Linked DNA regions of Columba livia: region 2 is linked to region 1. The links are chromatin contacts, called in public Hi-C maps. All regions are on one chromosome and are shown on one strand. Each heading gives the region's core, a stretch centred on a gene start, on an enhancer-like site or on the middle of the called end of the contact. The rest is flanking DNA. Distances are from core to core; before and after follow the strand shown. Region 1 holds the start of SRP14 (signal recognition particle 14). Region 2 has its middle 19 kb from the start of BMF.

The links. A called contact is a pair of places that touch in the nucleus more often than the background predicts.
Region 2: a Hi-C map of liver shows a contact between it and region 1, with 6 times the contacts expected there. The contact joins the enhancer-like site here to the promoter of SRP14 in region 1. A contact is called at or near these places in 2 of 2 Hi-C or Micro-C datasets (crop and liver).

Annotation. Positions count from the first base shown.
Region 1 is chr5:35,613,578-35,618,595 of bColLiv1.pat.W.v2, reverse strand. It overlaps SRP14 (signal recognition particle 14), which reads left to right and starts at 2,880. Exons shown (of 5, transcript XM_065064284.1): 1 at 2,880-3,053; 2 at 3,520-3,592; 3 at 4,206-4,318. The coding sequence starts at 3,030. LOC110358637 (a long non-coding RNA gene) reads right to left here and starts at 2,810. Exons shown (of 3, transcript XR_010472953.1): 1 at 2,629-2,810; 2 at 827-1,702.
Region 2 is chr5:35,710,543-35,715,989 of bColLiv1.pat.W.v2, reverse strand. No RefSeq gene overlaps it. Among named protein-coding and RNA genes, the nearest start is that of BMF, 19 kb to the right of the region's middle. Within about 2 kb of position 1,564, at least 3 of the 3 cell types and tissues checked have an H3K27ac peak away from gene starts, as active enhancers do.

The sequences.
Region 1 (5,018 bases), core at 1,631-4,130:
ATCCACCAATTCCTCTTACTACTGTTTTAATCCAACCTGTCTTCCCCCCCCCCGCTTTTTTTTTCTTTCCTGAGGGCAGGGTGTCAGGGGGAAGGCATTAGACTGGGGCAGGAGATAGAGTGAAAAGCAAGTATATCATGATTGGGAGTATCCCTTTAGCTCCTTCAGTGTTTGTTCAGCACTTTTTCACCAGCTGAATAGCTTATTCCCTCTGAGTGTTGGCAGCCTTTGGCAAAAGTAAAGCAATGTCAGCATTCCCCTGTTCCATCTATTTTTTGGAAAAGAATCGTTAAAAAGATTCCATTTTCACCTTGTTTGCAAGTTGCAATAAAGGCTTCTCCCCCAATTAAATTGTGATGCTTTGGCTTGAAAAACAACTTCAAGATCAGGAAGATAAGCTAACACACACGCACACAAACCAAAACCAAAACGCAACCAAAACCAACAAAAATCACACACACATGCACACACAAATCTTCTTTCTTTCTTATGGAAAGAAATTCAGCTCATTCTGTGGAGCCACTTCTTTCATTAGCAGTGAGACAAATATATTTTCAGAAAAATTGCTGATAAAACAATAGATTTTAAAAATGTAAACTTTATGCAACTATCTGGAGTTCTTCTTAAAGGTTTCCCCTTTGTCCCTTTTTCCAGCAGGCAGCACTACCAGAAGCTTTGGTGTTACTCAGCAACAGAAGTAGCTACTAATGCTGGGTTGAGATTTTTGTGCGAATGGGGCAAAAGAACTCCATGGTGCTCATCCCACAGGCACTGATGCTTTTTGTTGCATAAAAAGTACAGAAAACAACTACATATCTTTCTTTACCTTTATGAAAGAAGAGCTGCAGCACAAGGAAGAGATCAGTCCAAGGCAACACAAGACTCTTCTGGTGAATTCAAGGGCCAGAATTCAGGTGAGAGTTGCAGTGCCCGTGTTTCGGCAACAAGACCACCCATCTTCTCTGGCAAGCATGAGTGGAAATGCATTTTTTCTGCCTTCCAGTGTCCGTAACCACAGTAGTTTCAAGGGGGAGTATGTTGCAATTGTTTTAGTTTTTCCATTTCTGCTCTTCTTTCACTAGTTGCCTATAAAATCTGCAACATTATTGCATTGTCCTCATGCAAAGCTCTTTTGAAAATACAACCCTACTCTAGATTTCTGACAAAACAACCTCTAGTAATTAGGAGTTTGTTCTGACTGCTCCTGCAACCAGGCAAAGGCTCCTTGCATCCACCTGTCCTCACTTGTTGTGCACACTGACTGGAAGCCTTTAGGGGCAGGGACCATCCCTTTCTGCAACTGTACAAGGCTTTGGCCTGTCAGTACTTCCGACCACAGCACTGATGGTATCCCCTTAGAGTGCCAGTTTTCAGAAGACTTATATAACATATATTCCTCACTTCAGTTTTTGCATGATTTTTAGTGCTATGAGAAACACCAAAATTTACTTTTGTGAAGTCTTTCCTCCTCAACTGCAGAGAGTAAACATCAGGAGGACAATACAGTGAGGGAAAGGCAGTGTTGGATCTCTACACTTCCTTTGACTCCAACATAATGAATTTAATTTAATAAACCGATAGATTTTGATAAACCATGGCCGTGTTGTGATGACCTGCTTCTTGGGGATTTGTTTCCTTGTTCTTTAGGCAGTTTCACTTCTGTCTGTGCAATCACAGCACCCTCTACTGCCTCTGGACGAACCTGCAAAAGGAGAGCAAATGATTGTAAACGCTAAATAGGACTTTTGGAGTGACTAGACGTTTTCATTACAAAGCGTTGTTTTGTATATGAAACAACACCCCCACCATGAGAATGATAATATGATAACACAGGAAGGTATTTCAGTTCTGTGTAGAATGCTGTCCTGAGCTCCTATATTAACAGTTGAAATTCCCCAGGGCCTAAGGCACCTATCAGTGCAGTTTTTCCCTTTTACCTGTATGGCATTATCTGCCACTTTTGTTAGGTCCGTAGAGGAAATAAGAAATATTTTCTAGTGAGAAACATGGAAAGGCACTAGATTAAATGCTATTTCTATGTGTTCCCAGATCAATAAACCTGGGCCTGACAGAAAACTCCCCCTTTCCAGGACCTGCCCCTCAGCAGCTCCAAGTACTCTGGGTGTGAAGTCCCTGCCTGCCCCCCCAGATGCTGGTTTGTTGTACCAATCTAGGTGTTTTCTTCAGTTTGAAATCACACCCTCTATGCTCCGAGCCTTCAGCCAGTCACACTTGTCATGACTCTTTGCAAGGGCCATTTTGGCCCTCCACTGGCAACAGTGGCCAGCAGCAGCGGTTTTCAGGCATGTGGGTTTGCGAGCTGCCCCTGGTGCCTGGGGACACTGAGGCACAGGGGGCCTGAACACCCAGTCCACGGTACGGTGAGCCAAGAGCTGGCTTGCAACCTCCCACGCTTGTGAGGAGCGCGGCGCCCAGGCCCGTGTCCCGCTCCCCAGCAGCCCGAGCCCCAACACCAGCGCCCGCGGCCGGTCCCTCAGCCCGAGTCCCGGCCCGCGGACCCGTGGGCCCGCAGGGATGCGGCCGCCCCGGGCCTGGCGCGGTGCCGCTGCTGCCGGCCGCGTGCGCGCCCGTTGTTTGCTCGGGTAAGCCCCGCGCTGCGGCCGTTACCGGACAGCAGGGTGCGCAGCGGGGTGGAGCACGTAACGGCGGTAGCGGGAGGGCTGGCCTTTCCCGCCGGCCTGATCCGTGTCTCGGGTCACGGACAGGCTGCGGCCGCCCGCACAGCGCCGCTGGGGCCCCGGGGCGCAGTCCCGCGGCGGGGCGGGGCGGGGCGGGGCGGGGCGGGGCGGAGCCGGCGGGGCGGGGCGGAGCCGGCCTGGCGGGGCTGACGTGGCGTTCCCCCCGCGCCGCTCCCCGCCCCTCCGCGCGCGGCGCTCTCCGTCGCCTCCGTTCCGCCAAGCGGCACGAGCGGCTTAGGGGCGTGGTCGCCTGCGCGGTTCCGCCTCGCGTTGCGGTGCGCGTGCGCCCGCGGGTGCGTGCGCGCGGCGTTTCCGGCCCGGCGGAGCAGGATGGTGCTGCTGGAGAGCGAGCAGGTCGGGCAGCCCGGCCCATCCCCGTCCCCATCCACGGGGAGCCGGCGGGTCACTGGCCGCCTGGGGTGTGCCCGGTGCCGGCTGCTGGGCGGGGGTAGGCCCCGCAAGGCTCCGGGGTGCGCCGGGCCCGTCCCCTCGCCGCATCCCGGCGGTGGGGGAGGGGAGCGAGCATCGCTGTACCCAGCGGTGCGGGCGAGGCGGGGAGCGCAGAAGCGCCGGGGCCGTGGCAGGTCCGGGGGGCTCAGACCTCATTTTGCGGCTGGGCCGCCCTCGACTGGGACCTCGTGTCCTCCGGCCTCTGCGTGGGGAGACCCGGGAGTTTCCTGCCCTTGGTGCCTGTTCCCGCAGCAGCGGGACGGCCCGGCCTGTGGTGGCGACGGGGCGGGGGCTGCTCGGGTGCACCGGGAGAGGACGGGAACGCCTGAGCGGGGCTCTCAACCAGTGATGGCCACTGTTTCTCTTGCAGTTCCTGACAGAGCTCACCCGACTCTTCCAGAAGTGCAGAACTTCGGGGAGCGTCTTCATAACGCTGAAGAAATGTAAGTTTTAAGCCTGTTATTGGATTAAAGAGGTGCTCATCTAAATCAAACTTAGTGTTGTTAGCATGGATTTTTTAATAGACAGCTGCAATTAAGAGCATCTGCAAACGAGTAGGCATGTAGACAAATCAATCATCATAGCTGCAGTACTAAAAACCTTGAATAAGACTGTGTTTCAAACTGCAGGAAATGTTGGGACTTTCTTAAGCAGTAATTGGAAATCCTTGGATTTCTGTAAAAGGAGAACTACGGTGTTGTTTTTACATGTTTATGTTTCTCTGGTTTCTGGCTAGGTGGCACCACTTGAGAAGTCAAGTGTCCTAGGCTGCAGTTTGTGCATGTAAGACATCCTGCTGCTGAAGCGGGCAGTTCATACAGCATGTCAGAGAAAGGATTTACATTTTTTTTCTTCTGGCAGATGTAGTTCATAGAACAGATATTTCTGGGGCTACAAAGGAAGGGGTCTGTCAACGGTTTGGCAGCAATATCAGTTCAGATGGCCTTAAATTGCAAGGTGTTTTACAGATCTCCTCGTGAGCAATTTTTAACATCTTAGGAAGCATCCAGTGATTTTAGTGAAATATGAATAAACCTTTTGTGTCTTTCAATACAGATGATGGCCGAACAAAACCAGTCCCACGCAAAGGCCATGTAGAAGGTTTTGAGCCAGCAGACAATAAGTGTCTTCTAAGAGCAACTGATGGAAAGAAGAAAATTAGCACAGTGGTAAGTGACAGCTTTGGGTTAGAAAGATGAGTGGCCCTACTTGCCTTTTGTTTAATGTCCCATATTTCAAGTGAAATTTCTCTTTACATGAATTTCATGAGAACTACCCTCTTAATTCCAGATAAGCCATATGGTAGGTAAACGCACAGCTAGATACTGAGGTCTTAATGCTTGCACTCAGCACTACAGATGGGACAGTAGTTTATAATTTTACTCTGTGTGCTGGATTTTTCTTCAGAATGGTATTGCAGGAAAGCAGAAGGGGACTTTGCCTGTTTTCAGCAACCCTGGCTATTGTGAGTCTGTTGATGAGAATATTTGGAGGAAAGGGGAAAATTGTTTATAGAGACATGCGCAGAAGGACACAGGGCAGATACAGAACCTGCAGTAGGAGGACAAATGCTGTGGCTCCAAGAACAGTCCTGCACACCTACACTCAAGCATCAGGTGACGTAGAGGTAGTTTCTTGTAGACCTCAATGGATTTACTGAAGGTTTGTAGAAACCAGGGAAGAACTGAGTGTTCCCAGACTGGGGAACAGCAGGGGAAGGATCTGTGTTTCCTGGCAAGAACTTGTGGGCATGGGTAGACTACTCTAAGCCTTAAACTTGTTCAGCATATCCATTTTTTTTTCATTTACAGAGCTATTTGTATTTCAGGAAATGTTAACTAGAAGTTGAAAATCTGATGTGTGTTTACT
Region 2 (5,447 bases), core at 315-2,814, 99 kb before region 1:
AAAGGGAGGGGGCACGAGGGGGTTCAAGCAGCTGGACATGGGCCAAGGTGCATTAGGTGACCTGTGGTGGGGTGACATGGGGTGAATGGGGCCAGAGGCAAGAGCACCCCACACACAGTCAGGTCAACAACCTGTGGAAGCAACTGAAGTCAATTGTGAAGCGACTTATATTTTAGGGGCAAAGACTGTCTTTTGACTAAATAGCAGAAAATTGTTCAGCAGAAGAGGGGATTAAAACTGATACTAAACATTCATTTTGAATTTACAGTTCTTGAGGCAGTCAGCTGATGTCTGTGTGTGTGCCTTGTTGGCTGGGGTGTGGGTCATCTACACACATAATCACCTAGACTTTGCCTTGCCAGCCTCAGCATGGATGCCAAGGATATAGACTGCTGTCTTACCAGGTAGTATGAGCCAACTTGCCTGCTGAATAAAGGTGATTTTCTGTTCCTTCCTATCCTGTCTCACAGCTGCATCTATCTGCCACTTACGTGGCTCTGGCACTTGTTTGCAACTTCCATCAGCTGATCCAGCTCACTAAACCACCACAAACATATCAATTTACTTTTTGTGACCAATTTTCTGCTGACTTAGTGGATTCATTCATAGAAAGGATCCAGAGAGCATCAGTTTTAAGGCAGGGAGCAGGACTGTACAGTTGGGCACAGGACAGCAGAGATGAAGGGAAGACAGAGCACGATTTCTCCTCCTCAGAGGCAAGACTTTCCTAGCTCAGTGTACAAGGCACTACACCCTGAGAAAGCCTCTTCTTCCTTTTCTCCAGTGTTTTAAAATGTGCTAACCTATATGTACCCATTAGCACATTGTAAGGGCTGCTCGTTTTCCTAGTCTAGACAGGCCCTTCAAGCAGACATGCAGATCTGCCTTCAGGCATTTTGTCAGGGCAGTCCTCAAAAGTACCTTTCAGAGGCTCAAATGAAAACTTCAGATGGCAATTTTGAATCTTAGTGATTACAATAGCTTATTTTGGCCAGTCCAAAAGCTAAATTATTAATACCAGCTGAATTAATAGTAGTGAAAAACACTCGTTAGAAATTATAATGGTACTGAACACCATAACAGATCCCCTATAGTGTAAATCAACTTGGTCCCATTTATTTAATGAAGCTACAGCTACTTACAGCAGCCAAGGATCTACCCTAACATTTTCTTTCTTTTTCATGTACCTAACAGAACATCGCAACCTTCTTGCTCAATTTTTCTGCCATTCTTATAATTTTTCCCTTAGAGAGCTTCTTTAGACATAGCAAAGACTGCTTGGTAATTTTTATGTCTAGCCTCCTATTTCCCTTGCTACTCCCCCATGTAGTAATTTGTGTGGGGAAAAGGTAAATCAGAGCCACATGTTCCCTTTACAAGTCTGAGATAAAGAGCAGCAGCAATATTGTTTGCTGTGAATTCACTGGGATTAGTCAAAATGCTGTTAACTATGGAGAAGATCACAGTATCAGTGTGCTTCCTCTGTTTTGCCTGTTGCCTTGTTGGGGTGAGCTTAGTTTCTTCTGTCAGGACAGGAGGCAGCCAAAGGTGCCGTAACACAACCCGGTGTTCTTCCCATGACAAGCTGGCACAATTAGATGTGCCGTACTCAGCCAACCAAACATGCTGTCCCTAATGGAGTGTAGGCACTAGCTGAAGGTATGAGGAACATAGAGACATTTAAAAATTCTTAGTTACTGCCATAATGAAAAGAGCTAGTCAAAATCTGGTTTTGGTTCATTCATGGAAAAATAGAAAAGGGGGGTAATGAAGAGGTTCTTTTCCAAGGAAACTATACTATTCATATAAATCTGAAAACACAATATTTTTATCTTGAAATGCCACCATTGTAGTGTGTGCGTGTTTTTAATCTGTCTGGTTTATCTCCTGCACTGGAGAGGGAAATGCGTATCACTTGCATCACTGGTTACATCCCACCATGGGAGATACAGTTCAATCAGTTTCTGCAGCTCTAGAACAAAGATTAGCATTATTATGGGATCAAAGAAAAACCTCTTTCATTAATATCATGCCAAGTGACTCACAGTTCACCAAATAACGGCAGTTCGAACCGTGATCTATTCTAACGAAGTCAAGAGCATCACTGTGGAATTATACGTACGTGACTACAGACTAAAACTCTTGGTCTTATTCTGGCTCTCACACCTGTTCCCAGTTAGACCAATTAGCGTTTCCCTCAACACTGACCATTAATCCAACTATCACCAGCTGAAGAGTGCAAAGCTGACTGTTTGAACAGGTATTTAATTCTTTCCACCAGATATTTTTAGGAACTATTTGTTTAAATCCCACTTTTCCTCGGTTTTGCGTCTCTGGCGTTACATATACAAAAAACCCTACGTGTCCTCCACACACATCTACACTGAAAATAAGTTAAATCCGCAGATCATTTTAGCACTTCAGATAACACTCTTGCATTAGAGCTGCTGGCCAGTGCTTGTTTGTAACACATTTGCTTAAAATCAGTGTTTTCCAGAGTGTTTGAAGAACCAGTTATCAATAACTTTTAATGAACACTTGCTCAACGTGCACTCAGCAGTTTGGGACTACTCAGTTGTACCACCTGTAGCCATATGGCTTCAAAGATGACTCTTTTCTTATGCATGCGTGTTTGAGGGACTTAGATATTGCTGACACCCATACCAGAACATTTTTTTCCCAAATCAATGCTGTGTTTCAGCTCAGGCTGAAAGACTCAGGGGGTGTTTTCTCCCATTTTTGGACTTTGAGATGTGCAGAGCTTTCCTGAAGCCACCAATACTGGTTCTCAGTGAATGGTACCTGGATGTCTTCACTTTAAAGACAAAAGAAGCTCTTACAGTCATACAGTGAGACCTTCTAATAGTTCTCTAGGACATGTCCATTACCTGGTTCAAATTTTGCTCAGAGCCACTGTGCTTTGCTGTAGGCCTTGTTTGACAGGAGATACTGCACCTGAGGTACAAAATAAAGCTCATAAATGTAACCAAGCCCCTTTCAGCAGAAAACTGACCATGACTGCAGTGCAAAATCCCAGCCAATATTTCCACCAGCTTGCTGATGGAAACAAAGATAGGGACACATCAGCTTAAGGCATGATGAACTTGGCTGTGAACCAAAGGGCACCAGCACCAGTTGCACGGTGTTCACCTGATAAACAGTCACCCAGCATAGCCCAACATCAATAGGAGGTGGCTGCTTCTGTTCCTCCCAGGGCCAAAGAGGCTCAGGTTACTCGGGCTTGCTGTGGCCAGGAGCCTCTGCACTGGAAGTTTCACAGCGTTTGATGATTTAATGTGTCTGTACCCTAAGGACAGGACTGGGTATTCCTGGTTTTCAGTCACAACCTCTGATCCTTTTAAAACTCACTTAGCTCTCTTCTTTACTCATTTCCTTTCCACCTTGCTTGCTTAATCCAGGCTTTGGTCAGGTGAGATGGCTCTGGGAAGCTTTCCCACTGTGGAGATAGCTACTCCGTTAGCTCTGTTACTGTACATTTGTTTAATTAATTGCTCATTTTGTTCCTGAGCTGTTGTGCTGGCCCAGTGCACTTACGGTATGCATGAGTGCCTAAAAGGTGACGAGGCTCCTAGGGATGACTCTGTCCCTTTCATTTATTTATAGAAGTTGAGCACATGATCCCTTATTAATTGCAGGCACCGTTGGCTCAGCCTGACTGGAGATAGAGTGGCACCAGCTCCAGCCCCTCTCGGCTGGCACCGACAGCAAGCGAGGCAGCAAGGGCCATGCTGCAGAAAGCAGGACTGATCAGCCTGGATTGGGAAAGCAATTAAACTTTATGTGGCATTTGAACTGTGGACCTGAAGGTGCACAAAATAGCCTTTGGCCACTATAAGATCTTTTTTTTAAGTGCTGCGACTACTTAACAGAGGTAATTTTAAGAACATAAATCAAGGGTTCTGCTGTTCCTCAGGAGGCAAACATTTATCACGGCAGACCTTAAAACGAATCTGAAGCATAGAAATTATGATAATTTACGTAGCATGTGACTTATTGTCAACAGGCCATGTAGCAGAATCTTCAGTACCAGCAGGTGAGACAAGCAGCCTCATCAGTATATGGGCTTATATTTAAGCACTGAACTGTGATGAAAGCTGATAAATGTTTCTTCTGGTAGGACTGCTAGCTTAAATAGCCCAAACAGCCTGTTTTTATGCCTGAGCTGCTCTTTCAGATGTGCCTTGGTTTGAACCAGGGCCCCTTGGTCAGCCTGGGTCACCGTCCAACCCCACAAACAGCTACAGTGGCAAACTGAGGAGGGGGTGGCACAGGGGGGGAAGGGGAAAGGGTGTGAGGGCTGCTTGAGCCAGCACCACTGCTAAAGGCCATCCTCGTCAGACTAGGTCCTACAAGTCCAAAGCCCTGTGATCTTTGCTCCTTCTCTGCCCACAGACAGCTCTGAAGCTTGCTCAAATGTCGAGCTGGGGATTTCCAGGAGCAATTCACCCACCCCTCCAGTGCCTGGTGTGTGAGCAGGGAATGGGAACCGTGGGGTATTGTGGGCTGGAGATGTGCTGCACCCAGGTTAAACACAGTCAATAGAGGTTTTGCTAATGTGTGTTGGAGGGCAGGAGATGAGAGGAGGTGACAAGCAGTTGTCCTCCATAATAGATCTGTGGGTTGAGGAAGTCCACTGAGGCATAAAACCTTCCTTGCCAGGCTGCCTCGGGTCCAGCACAGAGAATTTATTGTCCTGGATCCAGGCCCAAGGACTGCAGCTCTGGCTCTGCTGCTATCTGAGTAGTCTGGGACCAACATTTTACCTGCAGTTTGCTTTTCACCATCTGTTAAACATCTTAAGACATTTGTGCTGAATGTCGAACATGCCGAGTTCTGTATCAGCTGGGTTGTAATTAATGAGTGGTTATGATGTGGCTGTTGGAAGATTTCCACAGAAAGAGGAGCTTCTTTTATCCACAACAGCTCTGCTCTCCCTGTTCATCCTCTGCATGTTCCCTGTGGGTGTATGTAGCTGAATCACACAGTACCAATCTGGATTTCCTTGTTTGTAAGCACTGCTTTTTTTTTCCAACACAAAAAGGAGATGCCAAAGAAGGTTGTTGACTTCGTGTAATTTCTCTGAGGTGCACAGATACTGAGCTGCTAAGCATACTCTTGATAGATGAGATTAGATAAAGGAGGAGTGAGATCAAATAGCAGTTTTCTGTTACTACCTTCCAGACAGTTGAGATGTAGCTCAGATACTAATGTGATGGGCACCCTAGAAACACCTAAGAAAGATAGGTCATTGAGAAGTGGCTAAATAAACCATTCTCTCCCCCTACAATTGTAGCTATACAGACACTTTCCCCCATCCCATTAAACTCTTCTCTGTTCCCAAGAGGCAGCAGTCTGGGTCTCTACAGGTATAATATTTCTGGCTTTTTTGTCTGCCTGCAGTGGATGTTGGAAAACTGGGTTTAAAG